Regions from separate parts of the Mus musculus genome. Here all the other regions are linked to region 6. Evidence: chromatin contacts called from public HiCAR-type, HiChIP or PLAC-seq and promoter capture Hi-C data. All regions are on one chromosome and are shown on one strand. The core of a region is the stretch at or near the end of the contact, and the rest is flanking DNA. Distances in the headings are between cores, read along the strand shown. Region 1 overlaps Cuedc1 (CUE domain containing 1). Region 2 has its middle 20 kb from the start of Dynll2. Region 3 has its middle 19 kb from the start of Srsf1. Region 4 holds the start of 2210416O15Rik (RIKEN cDNA 2210416O15 gene). Region 5 overlaps Cuedc1 (CUE domain containing 1). Region 6 holds the start of Akap1 (A kinase (PRKA) anchor protein 1). Region 7 holds the start of Dynll2 (dynein light chain LC8-type 2).

The links. Promoter capture Hi-C pulls out the DNA fragments that hold promoters and counts their contacts. HiCAR-type assays count read pairs that join an accessible place to other places. HiChIP or PLAC-seq counts read pairs in DNA pulled down with a chosen protein or histone mark.
Region 1: an H3K27ac HiChIP or PLAC-seq map of embryonic stem cells shows a contact between it and region 6, with 6 times the contacts expected there. The contact joins the enhancer-like site here to the promoter of Akap1 in region 6. A contact is called at or near these places in 2 of 39 promoter capture datasets (the C10 cell line and hippocampal neurons) and 8 of 115 datasets of contacts at active chromatin or transcription factors (embryonic basal ganglia, embryonic forebrain, embryonic hindbrain and 3 more).
Region 2: an H3K4me3 HiChIP or PLAC-seq map of craniofacial prominence shows a contact between it and region 6, with 4 times the contacts expected there. The contact joins the enhancer-like site here to the promoter of Akap1 in region 6. A contact is called at or near these places in 13 of 39 promoter capture datasets (the 3T3-L1 cell line, the C10 cell line, the HPC-7 cell line and 8 more), 11 of 115 datasets of contacts at active chromatin or transcription factors (the 230-238 cell line, craniofacial prominence, embryonic basal ganglia and 8 more) and 2 of 9 other capture datasets (adipose tissue and liver).
Region 3: a contact with region 6 is called in a HiCAR-type map of embryonic stem cells, with 5 times the contacts expected there. The contact joins the enhancer-like site here to the promoter of Akap1 in region 6. A contact is called at or near these places in 5 of 39 promoter capture datasets (the C10 cell line, cranial neural crest, liver and 2 more), 7 of 115 datasets of contacts at active chromatin or transcription factors (bone marrow-derived macrophages, embryonic midbrain, embryonic stem cells and 3 more) and 1 of 9 other capture datasets (liver).
Region 4: a contact with region 6 is called in an H3K4me3 HiChIP or PLAC-seq map of embryonic stem cells, with 16 read pairs. The contact joins the promoter of 2210416O15Rik here to the promoter of Akap1 in region 6. A contact is called at or near these places in 12 of 39 promoter capture datasets (3T3-L1-derived adipocytes, the C10 cell line, the HPC-7 cell line and 7 more), 8 of 115 datasets of contacts at active chromatin or transcription factors (embryonic basal ganglia, embryonic forebrain, embryonic stem cells and 5 more) and 2 of 9 other capture datasets (adipose tissue and embryonic stem cells).
Region 5: a contact with region 6 is called in an HNF4G HiChIP or PLAC-seq map of pancreatic cancer cells. The contact joins the enhancer-like site here to the promoter of Akap1 in region 6. A contact is called at or near these places in 4 of 39 promoter capture datasets (the C10 cell line, embryonic stem cells, liver and 1 more) and 3 of 115 datasets of contacts at active chromatin or transcription factors (embryonic stem cells, forebrain and pancreatic cancer cells).
Region 7: a contact with region 6 is called in a promoter capture Hi-C map of pre-B cells. The contact joins the promoter of Dynll2 here to the promoter of Akap1 in region 6. A contact is called at or near these places in 15 of 39 promoter capture datasets (the 3T3-L1 cell line, the C10 cell line, the HPC-7 cell line and 9 more), 4 of 484 Hi-C or Micro-C datasets (B cells, embryonic stem cells and reprogramming fibroblasts), 13 of 115 datasets of contacts at active chromatin or transcription factors (astrocytes, bone marrow-derived macrophages, embryonic forebrain and 10 more) and 4 of 9 other capture datasets (adipose tissue, embryonic stem cells, liver and 1 more).

What each region holds. Positions count from the first base shown.
Region 1 is chr11:88,160,167-88,162,866 of GRCm38.p6, reverse strand. The region is part of intron 1 of Cuedc1 (CUE domain containing 1); the gene reads right to left. Among named protein-coding and RNA genes, the nearest start is that of Mrps23, 43 kb to the left of the region's middle. Within about 2 kb of position 1,411, at least 256 of the 459 cell types and tissues checked have an H3K27ac peak or open chromatin away from gene starts, as enhancers often do. A contact at or near this core is called in embryonic basal ganglia, embryonic forebrain, embryonic stem cells and 2 more, where this site is marked.
Region 2 is chr11:87,966,561-87,969,260 of GRCm38.p6, reverse strand. No RefSeq gene overlaps it. Among named protein-coding and RNA genes, the nearest start is that of Dynll2, 20 kb to the left of the region's middle. RefSeq lists an enhancer at 2,656-2,700. Within about 2 kb of position 1,425, at least 83 of the 459 cell types and tissues checked have an H3K27ac peak or open chromatin away from gene starts, as enhancers often do. A contact at or near this core is called in the 230-238 cell line and craniofacial prominence, where this site is marked.
Region 3 is chr11:88,027,055-88,029,754 of GRCm38.p6, reverse strand. No RefSeq gene overlaps it. Among named protein-coding and RNA genes, the nearest start is that of Srsf1, 19 kb to the left of the region's middle. Within about 2 kb of position 1,309, at least 60 of the 459 cell types and tissues checked have an H3K27ac peak or open chromatin away from gene starts, as enhancers often do. A contact at or near this core is called in embryonic stem cells and stem cell-derived epiblast-like cells, where this site is marked.
Region 4 is chr11:88,096,695-88,099,394 of GRCm38.p6, reverse strand. 2210416O15Rik (RIKEN cDNA 2210416O15 gene) reads right to left here and starts at 1,337. Exons shown (of 4, transcript NR_045499.1): 1 at 1,267-1,337; 2 at 1,078-1,180; 3 at 643-726; 4 at 1-533. Cuedc1 (CUE domain containing 1) reads right to left here and starts at 249. Exons shown (of 11, transcript NM_198013.3): 1 at 52-249.
Region 5 is chr11:88,117,571-88,120,270 of GRCm38.p6, reverse strand. The region is part of intron 1 of Cuedc1 (CUE domain containing 1); the gene reads right to left. Among named protein-coding and RNA genes, the nearest start is that of Cuedc1, 20 kb to the right of the region's middle. Within about 2 kb of position 1,295, at least 235 of the 459 cell types and tissues checked have an H3K27ac peak or open chromatin away from gene starts, as enhancers often do. A contact at or near this core is called in forebrain, liver and pancreatic cancer cells, where this site is marked.
Region 6 is chr11:88,863,298-88,865,997 of GRCm38.p6, reverse strand. It overlaps Akap1 (A kinase (PRKA) anchor protein 1), which reads left to right and starts at 1,412. Exons shown (of 11, transcript NM_001042541.1): 1 at 1,412-1,601. The region is part of intron 3 of 4930556N13Rik (RIKEN cDNA 4930556N13 gene); the gene reads right to left.
Region 7 is chr11:87,986,107-87,988,806 of GRCm38.p6, reverse strand. Dynll2 (dynein light chain LC8-type 2) reads left to right here and starts at 1,274. Exons shown (of 3, transcript NM_026556.4): 1 at 1,274-1,564.

The sequences.
Region 1 (2,700 bases), core at 162-2,661, 700 kb after region 6:
CCTCTCCCACTGCCAATTTGACTGTATTTTTCCCCAAGCTAGAACAGGGTCAACCTAGAACTTGAGACCCCAGAAGGAGGTATGAAGCTGTGGGCCAGCACTTACTCTCTCCCTCTCCCTCTCCCTCTCCCCCTCTCTCCCTCTCTCTCCCTCTCCCTCTCCCTCTCCCTCTCCCTCTCCCTCTCCCTCTCCCTCTCCCTCTCCCTCTCCCTCTCCCTCTCCCTCTCTCCCTCTCTCCCTCCCTCTCCCTCTCCCTCTCCCTCTCCCTCTCCCTCTCCCTCTCCCTCTCCCTCTCCCTCTCTCCCTCTCTCCCTCCCTCTCCCTCTCCCTCTCCCTCTCCCTCTCCCTCTCTCCCTCTCTCCCTCCCTCTCCCTCTCCCTCTCCCTCTCCCTCTCCCTCTCCCTCTCCCTCTCCCTCTCCCTCTCCCTCTCTCATCTCCACCTACCCCAGACTTCCTCTCTGTCAGTGGATGAGGAGCGTTTGGAACATCTGGTCCACCTGCAATAGTCTTAAGGGACTCATTTCTTGCCTAAGAACCATGCATAGCCCAGTGACACCAACAGACCAGGCCACTAGGTGGTGTCCCAGGGCCCAGGCCACAGCGGCTCCTGGGAAAGGGCTAACCGCAGCTGCCCTCCCAGAACCTTGTTGTGCCCCATCCCCCACCCTTGGGACTGACGGGAGGACAGAAGAGCCACTGGATAGCACAGGCATCTCAGAAAGGGGTGGGGGTGGGGGTTGGGGTTGCAGTCAAGACACCACTTTCTGTGCTCTCTCCTCAGGAGATGGAATTAATCCACCCAAGGCATTTTATCCTCCAGTGCCTACCCGGACTGGGAATCCTGGGCAGCCAGTGCTGCGGCAGAGCCTCGAGACAAGCTATCAGACCTGAAGGGTGACATCTGTACCCTACCCATCTGGGAAGAGAAGGGGGGCCCAGGCTGACTGCTTCAGCAAGACTCCATGATACCAGGGCCAGAGGGGTCAGAATGAGGTCATGTGGCTAAGTCCCAGGGAAACCTTAAGTGGGTGACGCGGTGTGAACAGAGAAGCTGCTGGGCTCGGCAGCCGCCTCCTCATACAATTGTCACCTCGGACACCGTGGGGGTGGGTGCAGGGCAGTCTGCCGAGTTCTAAGGCATCAGAACTGAAGAGGCTCGAAAAGGGAGGAGGGAGAGGTGGATGAGCAAGAGGTAGAAGCTACGGTCTGTGTGTGTGTGTGTGTGTGTGTGTGTGTGTGTGTGTGTGTGTGTGTGTGTGTGTGTGTGTGTGTGTGTGTGTGTGTGTGTGTGTGTGTGTGCGCGCGCGCGCGCGCGCGCGCGCCCGCGCCCGAGCCGGCATGTGTGTGGCCAAGCACCCTGGGGAGGAGGGGCAGCGCTGACAGAGCCGCCTTGTCCTCCGGCCCCTGCACAGGCTTGTTTTCTTCACAAGCTATTAATGTCGCTGTAGCTTCAAAAGCCGGGTGACCTTTAAATGCCGAGCCTCCTGCTCCCGCCCAGGGCTCGGAAACGGCTTAATGGATACTCAGCCCCAACGGTCACAGCTGCTCGGACGACAACAAAGCCTGCCTCATTCCCAGAGCCCCCAGAACTGCAGGGCAGCTACACCTGTGCCCATTCTCTAACCCTGGCGCAGCAACCAGAGCAAGAGGCCAGGTTGGACATGGCGGGAGGAGGGAAACCCGAGGGAAAAACACTGTTGCCACGCCCTGTTGTGTGACCTGGGTTGGTCCCTTACCTCTGTTAGTCATCTCTTTTTCACGAGGATTTTTTTTTTGAAAGTGCTGGAGGGGATAAGGAGAAAGGGGCGGGGGAGTGGGGAGTAAAGGGGGCGGGGTGTGTCCTGTAGAGATGGCTAGGCAGTTAAGTGAGTTTGCTGCTCTTGTAGAGGACCAGAGTTCAGTCCCCAGCATCCATTAGCTGGCTCACAACCACTTGAAACTCCAGTTCAAGGGATCCAAAATCTTCGTCTGGTCTCTGTGAGCACCTGCATAAACATGGTATACACAGAGGTGCACACACATACACATAAAGAAAAATAAATTTAAAGAAGAAAAAAAAAAAGACGCCCAAACTCTCTGCTAGGAGGAGACATGGTTTCCAGTCTGGAGAGCTAGCAGGGTGAGAGGTTAGGCCATACCCAGGACTAGCGCATGGCACAACGCCTCTGTAACCCCTCCTTCTATCTAAGTGGATCTGCGCTGCTTCGTGAGGAGAACCTTGCCTGACTCTTCCTTCTCCTGCATCAACACAAGTGACCGAGTCTGTAGCCACATGTGTCTGAGGGTGAGGCACCAGGGCAAAGGACTCCAAAGGAAGTTAAGATCCCTCCCCCACGGGCAGATCTGGCCCTAGATCCTCAGCCAGCCCTTGGGCACCATCCTTCATCCCTGCCCTGACACTTAGCAGCCATAAAAGGAGCCCTGAGGAGTCCAGTCCCTCTTCCAACTTTGATGAAGCTCTGCAGACATTCATAACACAACCAGCTCCTGTGTTAAGCTCATGGGTGGTGGCTCATACCTGTAAGCACAGGATGAATGCTAAATGGGCTGATACTGGGAGAACCCAGGATCAAAACAGAAAACTAAAGTATGTGTGTGGGGTGGGTGCGTGCCTTTATTCCTTGCACAAAGGTACAAAGGCAGGAGGATCTTTGTGAGTTCAAGGCCACCCTGGTCTATATAGTAAAATCCTGTCTCAT
Region 2 (2,700 bases), core at 176-2,675, 900 kb after region 6:
CCTCATTCCTTAAGCCACATTTATCTCCCTTAAAGTGCCCTCATGGTTATATAGATGCATACTAGTTACTATTTATGCAACTGGTTATGAACACTGGACGTGCCAACACTTCCTAGTACCTGTGTACCTGAGGGCAAGGCTGTTATCTCCTAAAAGCTGAGATTAGGGGCACGCCCATCACACCTGGTCGTGCCTGGCTGGGTGTTGCCTCTGGGCTGTTTAAAGTTTGGATCAGGAGCTCAACCGTTCTGGCTGTTCTTCTAGAGGTCCTGAGTTCATTCCCAGCAACCTCTTGGTGGCTCATGACCTTCTGAAACGGGATCTGATGCCCTCTTCTGGCAGGTAGACAGAGCACACCTACATTTAAACAAAGAAAGGTTCAAAGTTTGAGTCAGGCCCCTATGGACAATCTTGGGTTTCTCACCTGTAAAGTGGAGATGGAAACCATTGCGTTGTGGAGTGACACGCAGGAGAAACTTTCACTCATTTTAGCAAATGTCCCGAGAGCACCTGCCCTGGGCCAGATTCGGTTTCCTGCTACTTCTTTTAAGACCCGGTTTCTAAGTAGGAATTGTAACGTTTGGACAGAACCCTAGACATTTGGGTTAACGTTTAGGTTTCCATCTGCAGTTGTGTGGGAGTTTGAATGAAAATGGCCCCAGAGGCTCCTAGGGACTCGTACTATTGAGAGGTGTGGCCTTGGTGGAGTAGGCGTGGCCTCCCTGGAGGAGGTGTGTTACTTGGGGGCGGGGGGGGGGCGGGGGAGGCGGGGGGGGGCGGGGGGGCTTTGAGATGTCAGAAGCTCCATCCAGTCTTAGTGGCTCACCATCTCTTCCCGTTGCCTACGGATCCAGATGTAGACCTCTCACCTCCTCCTCCTCCTCCTCCTCCTCGTCCTCCTCCTCCTCCTCCTCCTCCTCGTCCTCCTCCTCCTCCTCCTCCTCCTCCTCCTCCTCCTCCTCCTCCTCCTCCTCCTCCTCCTCCTCCTCCTCCTCCTCCTCCAGCACCGTGTCTGTCCGCATGCTGCCTGTCATGATGATAATGGACTAAACTTCCGAATTGGAACTGGAGTTACAGGTGGTCGTGAATTGCCTTATGTGAATGCTGAGAACTGAACTCTCATCCTCCGCCAGCCTTGACCACTGAGCCATCCCTCCAGCTCCTGAAAAAAAAAATGTTTTGGTCTCTGTGTGCCTTGTGGAAAGTAGCTTAGGCTTTTGGAAGGAAAGTTTTTACAGCAGCTAGCACTTTCTGACGTTTCTACCCGGAGAAGTTCTAGTTTCATATTTCGTAATGACTCCAATGTAAGGTTCTCGAAAACGAGGTCACATCCTCCGTTGTGTTTCGCTTTACCTAGCAAGCACCATTGTCCTGGGTATGCAAACCCTCAAACCCTCAAGCTTCAAAACGTGAATGTACTTGAATACCCGTGGAGAAGCAGCGCCATCTTCTGGTCTGAAGGAATACTGCAGCACAGAGCCGGAGAGGTTTGGTTGACCTGAGCCGCAGGTGGCAAGGCCATGCTGGAACCAGAACTCTTGTGTTAAAAACCACTCCCAGAGCCTGGAAAATTATGCTCTCCTGAACGCTCTGTTTTGGCTTTTAAACCACAGTCTTAAGCGGATGTGCAGCTAGGAAAAGCCATTTTGTCTAGGCTTTTGCAAGGGTGGAAATGTAACTTATTGAATGTGTTATTTGCTGAGCACTGCATCTGTATTTTTACTTTATGTGTGTGCATGTGGAGGTCAGAGGTTAACCTCTGGGGTTATCTTCAAGAAACGTCCACTGTGATTTTTTAAAAAGATGTACTTATTTTATTTATAGGAGTACACTGTAGTTGTCTTCAGATACACCAGAAGAGGTCATTGGATCCCATCACAGATGGTTGTGAGCCACCATGTGGTTTCTGGGAATTGAACTTAGGACCTCTGGAAGAGCAGTCAGTGCTCTTAACCACTGAGCCATCTCTACGGTCCGTCCACTGTGATTTTTGAGACAAGATCTTTCACTGGCCTGGAGCTCTCCTGACGAGGTTTGCCTGGTGCTGGGGTTACAAACCCAAGTCACCATGTCCCATTTTTTATTAACGTGGATCCTGAGGAGTGAACTCAGGTCCCCCCTTACTCACTTATCTGGTAACAGTCTGGTCCTTCCAGGCCTTGCTTTCATTAGGCAGGCTTGGAAGGATACTCACCCTCACTCTTATTTCTGGCTCTAGGCAGGAAATACGTGGCTATGGCTCTCTCGCCTTTCTCGGGCGTCAGATAGTTTTGTTACACACATGTACTGATCAATGTCCTGTTGAATACCAGAGCGGAGGCCCTGCACACCTCTGGGGCTTGCTCTCTACGTGGCACTCAGCTCTCCAGCAGTTGGCCACCTTGGTTGGTCCTCTGGCCTCTGTTTAACTCTCCAGAGCTCAGTAATCCTTGGCTTCCTTAGCTGCCCCTCATCCGCACCTAGGCAGGACGGTGGGACTCTCATTGTTTATTTTCCTGTCTCTCAGTTGTGGTCATCCGTTAGCCTTCCCCGCAGTGCCCAGATTCTTGCCTTGTTATTTTGATTGCTCGACAAGAAGATAAGGCTGTTGGCGACTCTTCATCTTGTGTGGAAGTCTGAACCTATCAACGGGATCTTACCGTATACCTTACACCAGCAGCTGTTCCCTCTGTTTCTGAGGTTGGCCTGAGGCGAGGGAGG
Region 3 (2,700 bases), core at 60-2,559, 840 kb after region 6:
CCAAGTGCTGGGATTAAAGGTGTAGGCCACCACTGCTGGGCTTGAACAGTTTTAATTTATAATGTAAGAGATAACTGGCCTCTTCTTGTCCACTGGTCTCAACCCAATGCTGGGTCATAAATTCAGATGTATGTACTGAACTTTGGGCAGAACTTCAAGGCTATTCTCTATGAAGTAAAACTCAGGGTAATAATATACCACATATAGATTATTATGTACTGTACACACAAGCTGGAATATGCAGTACACTTGATTTGGATAAGGATTTTCCTTCTTCTTCTTGAAAGAGAAAGAGAGAGAGAGGGAGAGATTGATTCTCTCTACAGAGCTCTGAGCCCTTGCTATCTTGGAACTCAATGTGTAGACCAGGCTGGCCTCTAACTCACAGAGATCCTCCTATTTCTGCCTCCCACATGCTGGGATCAAAGTGTGTGCCACTGCCATGCCAGGCAGGGTCTGAATAAGTATTTCATGAAACTTGTTTCCTATTGGCGTATACATATGTGAGTTCTCTATCACTATGTAACATAAGCTTTATTTCAAAGGTCACAGTTTAAAATAGTTAAGACCATTCTGCTGGGACAAGTCACACACAGTCACATAGAAACTGAGATAGAAGGAAGGCATGGGGCCCACTAGATGGCTCAATAAATAAAGGTACTTGCCATCAAGACTGATGACCTGGGTTGTTCATTTTCAGCCCAAGCCCTTCCTCTTCCTTTCTTCTTCTTCCTCTTCCTCCCTTTCTTCTTCCTCTTCCTCCCTTTCTTCTTCTTCCCCCACCTCCTATTTGAGACAGGATTCCTCTGTGTACTGTATGGAACTAACTCTGTTGACCAGGTTGACCTTGAACTCAGAGATCCTCCTGCCTCTGTGTTCCCAGTGCTGGGATTAAAGGTGTGCCCTACTTCCCAGTGTCCCAAGCTCTTCCTTAATCAGCAGACAGCTCCCCTTGGGCATATGAATGGGGTTTGGGGTTGGCTCAGAATCAGTGGTCAAAGTTAGCCAGCCTTGAGGATGCGGGGTAGGCAAGGCTAGAAGTGGAGGAGCCTGGGTTTTGCAGCCCAGGGATGGGGCCTGGTGGCTGTGAGGGCGGCAGCCTTTCCCTGCTCCTGCTCACTGCCTGCTCTGCCATCGCAGAATGGGCTGCTAATTATAACTAAACACAATGAGCAATCAGAGCCTGCTGGCGCTGGAGCGCTCCTTAAAGATCTGGCAGGCTTTTTATTAGAACTTCCAGTAGCCCAGAGACTGCTGCAGTCGATGCTCCATCCTCCCCTCCCTCCTCCTCCCTCTCGAGGGGTGCCTGGTGCACCCAATGCAGTCTATACAGGACTTCCTTAGTTCCCACTGTGCCCAGTTCTGGGCTGCAGCGGGAATGGGAGCCAGGACTTTGTTCTTGCCTTCAATGAGCTAATCGTCGTCCCCGCAGTCTCTTGATTAGAATAAAAAGGCCCGGCCTGAAGGAGCCGAGCACGGGGTCAGAAGAGTTGTCGACCTCCCGAGTCCTTGGCTGCTTTTCTCGGATGCCTTTCTTTGGACATTTGTGAACATTTATTCAGGCACAAAAGTACTCACTGTGGCAGTGGTGGTCTCTGTAGTATATGCCAGGGAGGGGAACCCTTCCCAAATCTGGGGGTACTTAATCCTGAGTCAATAAATATATGCATGAAGCCGTTATAGTCCTTGGAACAGTTCTCTCGTGTTTATTTTGAGGACTCTGGAAGGGATGAATGTAGGGGGAAAGACAACCTGAGATCCCAGATCTTCTTTCTTGGCTTTGAGAGAAATGCACATCGCTGTTGCTGGGCCGAGAACCCTCAGGCCTGGCTGTCAGCAGGGAGGCATTCTTGGGTCTGGTGCTGCAGCTTCTTTTTCAGTCATTTCTTTTGTTATTCAAAGTGCTTGACTGAAGCAACTTAAGGGAGAGAGATCCATGGGAGCCTCTAACCTATAGGCTAATCAGGAAAGCGGAGAGCTTAGGCAAGAAGCCAGAGCGGGCGTCCCCTTCATGGTCCTTCATACTGAGCACTGGCAACTTCCCAAGACAGCAACACCCCAAGACAACTTCCCAAGACAGCACCAACACTGGGAGAGCTCATGTCCAAACTCAGATTGTGGGAGGTATTTCGGAAGCAGTCCACAGCATCTGCTGTTGCCCAAGGCACATTAAGGCTGTTGTAATTCATCAAGACATCATTCCCCTGGGGCACCGGCTTGGAGTGAGGGATGGTTGGGTCTCATCCTTTGAGGATTCTCTGAGGCACAATGCCAACCCAGAGCAGCACAACAGTGACGCATACTGTGGAAAGGATGAAGGGGGACTGGGGCATCACGAGAGGACATCCAGTCCCAGGCTGCCCTGGACTGAGGGCATTTCCAGGAAGTGAAGATGTGCAGGTTTAAGACCAGACAAATTATCAAAGGTTTGGGTTGAGTGGGTGGATAGGGAAAAGAATGGCAGGGTGTGTCTGGGTTTGTGTGTATGTCTGTGTGTGTCTGTGTGTTGTTTACTGGGAAGATGACAACACAAGACAGAGACTGAAAGGGGATATTTTGCTCTTTCATTGGGACAGGGTCTTCCTGGGTGCCCCAGGCTGGCTTGTGATCTCCCTGCTTTAGTTAACAGCAGCACACCATCATACCTACCTAAGTGAGAATGCAATCTGAGGCCTTACTTACCACCTTTGCAGTGCCTAT
Region 4 (2,700 bases), core at 88-2,587, 770 kb after region 6:
CGGCGCCCGCGAGCTCGCGCTAGGGGCGGCGAGAGCGAATCGGGGTCTTACCGAGCACCGCACGCGCGTCCGCTCCCGCGGGGCCGCTGGGGTCGGGCGGCGGGGGAGGGGCGCGGTCCCGCGGCGGCAGCGGCAGCCCGGCTTGGTGGCGCGGCGGCGCGGCTGGGCGCCGGGAGGCGGAGAAAGCGAGGCGAGGCCGGCTTCCTAGCGGCGGGCGGCGAGAAATGCAGCTGTCCCTGCGAAGCTGCCGGCGGGGCCACAAGTGGGGCGCGCGGGGAGGAGCGGGGCTGCGCGCGCGGCGGGGCTCAGGCTGCGACACCCCCAGACCCTCTCCCCAGGACTGGAAGCAGGAATAGGGATCCCGAGGCCAATGCGGTTGCGCAGGATACGGGGCAAGGGGAGAGGGATAAGGGGCAAGGGGCCTCTGAGGACACTGGGACAGTCTCCTCTGTGCATTCCTGCACAGACCGCTCCTCTTGAGGACTTGTGATCTTCCCTTTATGGCCCGGTGTGATGCGCTTGGGCTCTGCCGACTTGGGAAGCACCTTAAGGGGTTGTTAAAGCAAGGAGACCTGAGACGTGGGAAATTTGGGAAAGAGGGGGACCTAAATGCAAGGCTGACCTGAGAGTTTGCAGACATACACGAGGAGCCACTAGTGAGGGCTGTAGAAGATGCACGAACCTCTCTGGGCTTGGGGACATCAGGAGTGTGGGAAAGTGGCAGCTCTGCGGAGTTAGAGTTCAGGAAATAAAATGTAATATTGAGGCCAGAGGAAATCGTGAAGTTGATTAGGAAAATCAAAGTTACCACCCACTAACATCTTATCTCCACCCAGCATTCGCCATTACTTCAAAGGCTTCTGAGCCTCGATAAGGGATTCCACAAACGTTTTAATAAACGGTCGATCAACTGGTTAATTTTCCAAGTGGTTTGGTTTTGTGCACTAATTTGGAGATGAGAAAAGGGAACAGAGGGAATGATGGAAGAGCCTGCCCATTTGTGTGTGGAGCCCTGCACACAGCCCTCTCCTCTTCCGAAGACTTACAATCTTTGCTGAGAAGTCTGGGCATGCTCACCCAAGAGACATCTGATGGTGAAAATCACAAACCAAGGCCCCAGAGTCTCCATCCTTTGCTTGTCAAGGGTAATTTCTTCAGCGAGGTGGAATCTGAGGATACCCTGGGAGAAACCCCACCTCTGAGAATCCCTTGTTCCCTTCGGCCCCTCTGCCCATGCCCCTTCACCCGGCTTCCGGGAACCCTCACACTATCAGGACCCCACGTGAAAAATTCTGACTCTGAAGTCCTCCGATGTGGCTGCTGACTGAGATGTCACCAAGCGCTCAGGATTTATCCTCTCGGCCAGTAAAGCCTAGATGATGGTATCGAGTTTGTCACTTTATACTGTAGTGTTAACTTCACCTGTCACTTTTCTGCTTATTGGCAGAATCTTTCTCTAATCTGTCCCAGTCACTTTGACATTTCAGGACTTGGGGTTGGGGTGGGGGCTACCAATCTGGAGATTTTCCTGTTTGTGCGTGCCTCTAGGATGCTTATGAAATGTATTTTCATTCAAGTCGTTAGCAAAGCCAGCTAGTCGCTGTGATTGTCACCCTTGAAGTAGCCTGTCTGTGAGCTTTTCAATGTCCTCCTTTGGGGTCGATTCCGGAAGCAGCTTCCCAGTCCTGCCTCCCTACACCCCCACCCCCACCTCCACCCCTGCTTCTCATACCCAGAGCAACTTCACTCTCCCCTACTGCTGCTCTGAGCACCTAGAGGCTCAGGTTAGGTTCTCTTGCAACCCAGCCCCTCTTATCTGCTGCCTGCCTCAGGTCTCCAGCATCAGGTCCCTTGGAGATCTCATGGAGGCTAACAACAAACTCAAAACCATTCCTCCCTCATCTAAACGCCACCTCTTGGCACAGAGGCTAACCAGCTCAGTCCCTGCCCTCCCTCTTCCTGGGTATTCTGTTGCTCTCCAGCTGTAGCCATCCTTCCTTCCCTTTCCCCTACTTCTTCCCACAGCTGCTGCCTGGCTCCAGCCCCTGTGCTCTGCTCTCCACAGCTGGTGAGAGACCCGTCCTGCTCTCTAGCCAAACTTCCTGCCTGCTTCAGAGAACTCCAATCCGTTCTTTCTTTCCACCGTCCCCTTTCTGCTTCAAGCCTACCAACACTTCAAGATGCCCCCTTTTAAACTAATCCTGTCCTGATCCTGCCCTGCCCGCAAGCCATCGCCCTAGTAATGTCATCTCATCCGAAGTAGACTTCCTCTAAAATGGAGACGCATATCTCTTACTTGTTCCAGCCTCATTCTAGCTTTTCTTTCCTGCGGTCTGGCCTTCTTCCCCAGTCATCCCAGGAGCTACACTCTGTGGGAGGCCCTGGCAGGAACCTGGTTGTCTAAACCCATGAACCTCCTGCTTACCCCACTTCTTGGCTCTGATACAACCCCAGGTGCTTTTAAGGCTTCTTTGAAATTTCTCCCACCCCACAGATTGCCCATCCTACAAGGTTTCCCCAACAACCCCCACGCTTCTTCAGTAGCCTTCTCTAGCACCCAATTCCTTCCTGCTCTTCCAACAAACTAGGTCCTAGGATGTGTTCACAGAGGTTAATAGTTTTCAGTGGGCACCAAACTTTAGGACTTCTTCAACCTGCTACATGACTTTGGGGCCAGGCACTTAACTCTCTGTGCCTCAG
Region 5 (2,700 bases), core at 46-2,545, 750 kb after region 6:
ACAATTGAACCATCTCTTTGGCTCCAGCTTTCCTGTTTTTTATATATTAGGAATATAACAATAAAACGTGAAAGGGGAGAATTCTGGAACTGAGCCCCCCTGCAAAGGCAGCGAAGCCCACGATCAGCATTTCTCCTGAATCTACTGGCATTGGCACACTCGCACAGGAGTGTAGACTGCCAGTGTGGTCGCCTCACATTTGATGAATACTTTAGCGCCTCTTTCTCTTCTCTTCCCTCTCTTCTCTTCCCTCTCTTCTCTTCTCCTCTCATTTTCTCTCCAACCCCCTTGCAGCCCAAGTTTCTTTCCCTTCTAACTCCCTAAGTAGCCAGTGATGACCGTGAGATTGTGAGCCTCCTGCCTTTCCCTCCCCAGCTCTGATAGAACACATGCGTGCCACCATACCCAATTTTATGCTAAGCTGGGTAGTAAACTTTGTATATGTTAGGCAACAGGGCTACCTCCCAGCTCCAGTGTTATACATGTTACATATTCGATACCCAGCAAAGAATCTGCTTAGGTGGCCATGGCTAGCTTGACGCCATCAGCACAGGACTTCCCACACTAAGGTGCCCAGTGTGTGTGACTTTCCTCTCTCCTTTAAACGGCACAGACAGCCCGTTGCCTGGAGACTGGGCACACTCTTCTGTTCACTCTTCCTTTCATTCTCCAGCAGCAGGTCTGAAAACAGTGGCCTCCAGGAAATACGCTTGGGGCCAGGGCAAAGGGGGTGAGGAGAGGCAGGAGTGTGCTCTTCTCCCAGGCAGCGACACCCCCCAGCCCCCCTTCTCTCTGTCTTCCTTTTCCTCCCCAGGTCTGAAAGGCCCAGCAAACCAAAAGGCTCCCACAGGGAACAAGGCCCCCTTTGAAAGCCAGTGTTTGCCTGGAGCTGCCGGCAGACAAGGGTTGCCATGGCCACTGAGCACCTTTGCCAGCCAAGCCTAGGCAGGCCCAGAAGAGCAGCTTAAACCACCAGACGCCCCAACTCTAACCCCTTCTAGGGTCCCAACTACTGTCAAACACACCTGTCCTGAGGCCCTATGGCTGTTGGAAGGTGATAATTGGGGAACCTCTAGACTGAAAACCTAACACCGGAAGGGACCAGAGGATGGAGGCCCCTCCCTGAGACACCAAGCAGAAATGTCAGGGCTCAGGGCTCGGAGCCACCGTGCTGGGGAGCAGCTCGCCAGAGCCATACTGCCTCAGGACCTGCCCTGCCTCCTGGGCCAGAGCCTGGCTGTGCTGCTAATGGGAATGACTTATTTATGTAATTCATTATCACTGGGGCCTGGATCCAAGAGAGGTGGGTGGAGGCCAGGCCCCAGCTGCTGAGGGAGGAAAGGGAGGGGCTGTCCTGAGGCTCAGTCTGGACCTGGCAGCCACAGAGCTTGCTGCTGCTGACTGCAGGGACCAGAGGACAAAGGCAAGGAGGAAAGGGGACAGGGCTGGACCCTGGAGGCTCCGTGGGGCTCTTGAGAGTGAGAATAGAATTCCTCAGAAGCAGAGGCCTAGCATACTTTTGCCTTTAAACTGCTCTGTGGTCCAAAAGGCGTCTTCATCTAAAAAACAAAAAACAAACAAACAAACAAACAAAAACCAGGCAGTGGTGTACACATATTCAAGCCCAGCCCTCAGAAGGCAGGGGCAGATGGCTCTGTGAGTTTGAGGCCAGCCTGATCAATAGAGTGAGTTCCAGGACAGCTAAGGTTACATAGTGAAACCCCATCTCGAAAATCCAAAAACCAAACAAAACAACAAAATAAACAAAAAAACTCCGAGCTCTGCAGCTTCAAGACGGAAATGCTCTCGTGTCCAACAGGAGGCCTCCTATACCTGACCCAGGATGGAAAGGAAGAGCCTAGAACCTTCCAGCATTCTGCAGTCATCCCTAAGATCCATCATGGAGGCTCCAGTGGAGGGGCAGGGGAACGGATCAGGCTTGGGATGACAGGTGGCTGGAGCTGGCTCCAGGGGCTGAGGCAGCGTGTCCACCCCAGCACTCACACCCCAGACAGGGCCAGGTTCTTAGGAAGATCCTCGTTCGAAGCCTCTGAGAGGCCCAGGCTGCCTCTGTGGCAGTCTCTCCATTTCTTTATCCCTGCCCCTGCCCCTGCTCTAGCTCCTGCCCGTCTGAGGGACTACATCTGTCCAATCTGGGAATTGGTCTCCGTCTTCCTTTCCTTCCTCTTCCTCCCCCTCCCCTTCCTCTCTCTCCTCTGTCTTGCTGTCTCTCTCCCAGACGTCTTACGTGCCATGCTGGAACTCTCCATAGAGATGAGGAAGTATGAACTTGAACTCCTGCCTCTACTTCCCCACGTTTGTGGGGTTTTGGTTGTGAGGATCAAACCTAGAGATTTGTACCTATTAGGGAAGCACTCTCCTAGCCAAGCTCCCTCTCTAGCCCTGTGGCCTTGGTTTCTAATAATAATATTAGTGATTCACTGAGCACCCGTTTCCTGTGATCCTCACCACACCCCCGAGAGGAGGGGAGGAAACACTGGCCATTAGGAAGTCTGCACAGGTCACATCACCAGTAAGTGAAGAACAAGGGCCCAAACCTAGCTGTTCAGTTTTCACCCCCTTGGTATAAAAATGCTCACACAGAGAGTCTTTCAAGAGCAGAGCAAAGCAAGCCCCACAGGGCTGAGTCGATTTCCTTATAGGTACCCAGCCCGTCGGGGTAGAGTAAGGACAATGTCC
Region 6 (2,700 bases), core at 163-2,662:
GTCACAAGCACCAGGGACCCGAATGATAAATATACATGTATGCAGCTAACACTCATATGCATAAAAATAATCTTTAAAAACAATTTGGGCTGTGTACTTTGAGATCTCAACTCTGTAGCCCAGGGTGCTTTGAAATTGTGGTAATCTTCCCTCAGCTTTCCAAGTGCTGGCTCAAGAAATAAATGAAGCCGGGCGTGGTGGCGCACGCCTTTAATCCCAGCACTTGGGAGGCAGAGGCAGGTGGATTTCTGAGTTCGAGGCCAGCCTGGTCTACAAAGTGAGTTCCAGGACAGCCAGGGCTGCACAGAGAAACCCTGTCTCGAAAAACCAAAAAAAAAAAAAAAAAAAAAAAAGAAAAAGAAATAAATGAGTTAGACAGTAGATACTCAAAATTATATTCAGTATGCATAGTCTCTTTTTAAAACTTAAAATTCACATTTGATCACCAGTGAAGATTTTTCCCAAGTAATGGTTGGTTCTTAGTATGGTACCTTTCCTATATTTCGTTCAAAAAATGTGCACTGAAAGTGCCCTGTAATGCCAACACTTAGGGAGGTGGAGGCAGGAGGATCAGGAGTTCAAGGTCAACCTAGAACTTCCCAGCTTGAGGCCGTGAGACATGAGACACAGTCTCAGAATATCAAAATAAATAAGCAAGTAAAGGAAAGTGCCTAGGTTTTAAGGATCAGAGCTGGGCTGGTTGGCAAGTGGAACCTCCGTCGGATACAATTATCTGCAGGTAGTTTGGTTTTCTCAAGTCGTTGGGGGAGGCAGTGACTCATGGTGACCATTTCTTCGAAGGCAAACTTTGCAAAACCCCAGATCATTTAGAGAAAAGCCCCTTCGACATCACTAAAGTTGCGAAAATGAGAAATCAACTTGCCCTTGAGGGCTACACAGTATCCACATTACTGATCAACCAATGGCCACCTATTATACTCGAAAAGCTATGCTATGCTCGCAAGGTTACGGGAAAGCCAGATTCCTAGGCAAGGGGAACAATGTAGCATCGTCCCTCACCAGCCTCAGCAACCTTTTCCAGGAGAGGCACCATCCCAAGGCAGGAACCTGCCTGACACCTCTCCCCGGAGAAGAAGCAGAGACCCCGTGCGAGCCAAGTTCATTGTGCCGAGCACTCAGACACCAGGAACCCACCCCAGCCCGAGTGTGGGACGTAGGGGCCATCTCCCATGCCCGCCGTGAATATTGTTACTCTCGCGAGAGCGCCAGCAAGGCGGGCCCGTACAGCTCCGGGATGTCAGCGGAGAGCTCCTGACCGCGCCCCTCTTGGCGCAGCTGGGAGAGAGGCGCGCGCAAGTCGGGGGAGGGAGCGGCCGATGGCGCGCACGCGCAGGAGAGCGAGCGGGCGAGGGGGGCACGCCAGGGAGCCGAGGGCGAGGGGCGGGGCCTTGCGTCGCGCCGCGGGCACGTCGTTGCGCGTCCTCAGTATTTAATGTCTCTGTGTTCGCCCGGCCTGGGCTAGCACGTGGGGGAGCGGCCGAAGCGCCGTGCAGCGCTGCGGGGCAGGGCCGCTGGACTAGGTGGGGGGCCAGGGGGCGGTGGCGGGAGGATTGAGTGCCTAGACGGTCGCCCAGGAGCAGGTAAGTGACGGCTGGCACGGGCACCCGCCCGCCGGGCCCGGAGAGAGAACGAGTTGGGGTGATGGGGAGCCTGGGGTGCAGGTGCAGGGTGCGACGCGCGCGCCAGGTACTCCGGGGACCGAGAGCCTTGTGCACCGCGCCTGCTGTCAAGCGGGCGGGTCTGTGCCTTGATGACCCGCGCGCCCCGCTGGTCTTTCCCGGTCCCAGGGCTGCTGCTGACAGATCGCGTGCGCTGAGCTCGGGGCGCTGCTTTAAGCCGCTGCTTTCCCCTCCCATCCCCCCTCACGTCACTGGCCTCTAGGATGGAGGTGAGGGCGCAATTCCCCGGGCGCTCCGGTGCGCCTCAACTTTCCCAATGCTGGCTCACCCTTCTGGGTAGCCTGCCCGAGCGCGTCCCAACCAAGGTCGTCTAGTCTCGCTAGCGTTTACTTTTCAAAGGTCGTGTGTACCCAGTTTACGCGTGGAGAGGAGGCACTGGGGCGGTCTCTGCCAAGGACCCAGTGCCCAAGGCGGGAGAGGAGGTCCTTGGGGACCCCTTCCCTTCCTAACTTTCTAACTGCTGGGCCCAGTTGACTCTGGGTTGGCCCGGCAGTGGTGGCAAACCGGAGCAGGAAGACACAATTCCTGGAGTTCAGTGCCGCGAATTATTGGAGCGGACTCTGCCGTTGTAGCGGGGAGAATGGGATGCAAGACAGGTCCCAAACCTTTTGGCGGTGGAGAGACCATAAGACCAATTAGGATCCGGAGGTCGTGAGCTTGGGTGTCCGAAGGGAATTAGAGTTTGTGGCCCCATAAGCATGTCCTAAGAGGTGGGAGACCTCTAGCTAGAGGTGCCCGCTGACTTCTTGCGGGGGTGGGGAGGTCCAGGGTCACGTGTCGCGCCCCACCTTTCTTTCCGTCCCAGGACAGTGATCTGGAGGGACTTTGCAGGGGTCATGGGGGGACTTTGCCAGGGTTATAGGTAAAAACCTGCGTAGAGAAGCCTCCATACGCGTAAAGGAGCCTACATTCTGGTGTCAACTACTGCTGTGTCCTATCTTTTCCTGTTTCCTTTCTCCGGGAGGGAAGGTGCTGATAGTCAGGGGCTGTGCAGAAGGGA
Region 7 (2,700 bases), core at 25-2,524, 880 kb after region 6:
ATGATACTCCCAAACAGGGCAGGCTAAGGCCAGGACTAGTCTGACTTCTCATGGTTTAGGTGAGGGGAGAGAAAGAGGTGAACACAGGAGCTATGCTAGGCAATTTCCTAACGTCCACCGAGGCCAGAATATTTGACCTCCCACTGAAGATTTTAGATAGCCCCTTTGTGAATGAAAGCTTAGGAAGAAAAATCCCGATGTTTTTTCTGTAACACCACACACACACACACACACACACACACACACACACACACACACACACACACACACACACCAATGTTTGCTTCCTGAACTTTAAAGGCTGCCATCCATGTGTGGTCTAAAGGAGCTGACCTGGCAAGGGGTCTGAATCTGTGTTTGTCTACACTTTGTTTTTTGTCTTGTTGAGACAGGGTTTCTCTGTGTAGCCCTGGCTGTCCTGGAACTCACTCTGTAGACCGGGCTGCTGTCTCAGAGATCTGCCTGCCTCAGTCTTCCAAGTGCTGAGATTAAAGGAGTGTGACACCTCCCCCCAGTGTGTTGTCTATATTTGAGGGCTATGGGTGAAGTCGTTTTTTAAAAGATACCTCACAGCTCATACAGGAGTCCCCGAGAAATGGTTCGCACCTCTATCCCCCAAAGGCCATACCCGAACGGTAGAGGCTGTACCTCCGGTATTTTTGATGATAGTGTACTTAGGGTTCCAGCTATGGATAGGCAGAAAGGTCTCAAGATTCGTGAACAAAGGTTGAGTTAGAAGCAAAAGCGAATGTGAAAGCAGGGGCGCGGGGGGGGGGGGGTCTTGAGGACTGTTGCCTTTATTTCACCATGGGGCTTGACAGTTCTCTCAAGTGTCGCCAGCCTAGGGAAATGAATTTTCCTCTGTCCCTGGTGATTTCTAATACCCTATCCTGCCTCTTTCCAAAGTTGGGACCCTTCTCTCCTGAGTCTGAAATCTCCATCCCTCCATTCTTTTTTCCTTGGCACTGGACTCTCCACGCCTCTCTCCCTTTTCCTTTCTGGGCGGAATGTATTCCTCCCGAGTCAGGCCTCTCCGGGCCTGGGCAGACAGGGTATGCGTCCTCTTTTCTCCTCCTAAGGCCACGGCTCCCTCCCCCCACCTTCTCCAGCTCCCCTTCCCCACCCCCTCCTCCGCCCCGAGGCATTGTGGGACGAAACAAGATGTGGAGCGAGAGCGGCGCGGGGAGAAGCCCGCAGTGCGGGGCCGGGCGGGCGCAGCCAATGGGGAGCGCGGACGGCGGCGCGCGCGGCAGGGGGGCGGGGGCGGGGCTCTATTTCAGGGCCGCGCGTCGGCCGCGCTCAGCGGCGGAGCGGAGCGGACGGCGAGGTATCAGCCGAGACAGGCGGTCGGCCGGGTGGCACGAGGCGGAGCGCGGGCGTCCGGGGAAGCTCGGAGGGCGACCAGCAGTGCGAGCGCTCGGCCCCGGGGCTGCGGGAGCAGGGGGATACCGCGGCGGCAGCGGCTGCTGCTGCAGGACGAGCCCAGGGGACACCGCCCCTGCTCGAGCTTTGCTTCAGCCCAGCGCTGCTCCCCAGGGGCCTGTGCGGACTCGCCTGCGTGACGGTGAGCTGGGGCCCCGGGGGGCAGCCCTCGCTCGACTCGGCCCAGGCTCTGGAGACCCTCGTGCCCTGGCTGGAGGCCCCGCAGCCCCGGGGAGGGGAGCCAGCCGTGGTGCACGGAGGCCTCTCCGGTCCGGGGAGCGCGGGCAGCCAGTGCGGGTTCGGGCTCGACGCGGCTCCTCCCGCCGCCACCCTTCGGGGCGTCCTTCCTGCAGCGAGGTCGCCGGGTCACTCCGGCGCCTCTCCAGGCCTGGCGGGGGAGGGCGGAGGACCGGCTTGCGGCCTGCGGATCCGGAGGGCGGCGGGGAGGTGGATGCTTTCTCATTTCCCAGGTGCTGCCCTTCGGGGGTCCCTGCCCGCTAGAGGAAAAGATGGTGGGGGCGGTGTTTTGGGACGAGGGGTTACGGTCCCTTTGGAAATCCGAAACGAGGCAATAACGTTTGTACGTGTTAAAGAATGGTGCAGGGCGGTCCGTGTCATTTGGAGGCTTAGCCCCCCCCCCCTTTTTTTTCTTTTTTTGTCGCAAGACCAGGGACAGAGGTTGAGAACTGTCCTGGAGTGCTCCTTTTGCGTTTTTCACAGGAGCTCCTGGCTCGTGACTCAGGAAGCTGGCTTGGGGCCCTTTGGCCATCCTTTTATCTGGAGGCCCAGCTCCGCCCCCTCCCCCCACCTCCCTAGGAAAGGATCGCTGGGCGTCTGGCTCCCTAGCCTTTTCTCACTGGTACCTTGGATAGGGGTTGCCAGGGCTGGGCCTCACCTTTCTGCGACGCCTGAGGGGCCAAGGGTGAAGAATCGTGGCATTGTAGTCACAAGACCAGCATTATGTAATCGTAGGCTCTCTCTGTTAGAGAGTAAGATAGCTTTTAATTACTGTGACAAAGTTGATCCTTCGGACTTTGGGGAGGAGGCGGTGAAGCAGGTGAGCTTTTTTGGCAAAATGGTGCCAGTTTCATACTTCGTTGTCTGTAGCCAGGCTCCACCCCCAACCTCTGGATTTGTAAACACTGCCCCCTTCTGAGTGGGAACCTGGAATAGGCCACCAGGTGACATTGTTTTTTTTTTTTTTTTTTTCTTCTAGAAAGGTCTCATCACATCAGCCTTTTTCTCTTCCCAAGCCTCGTGGAGGTTGTTCCTTTTCTC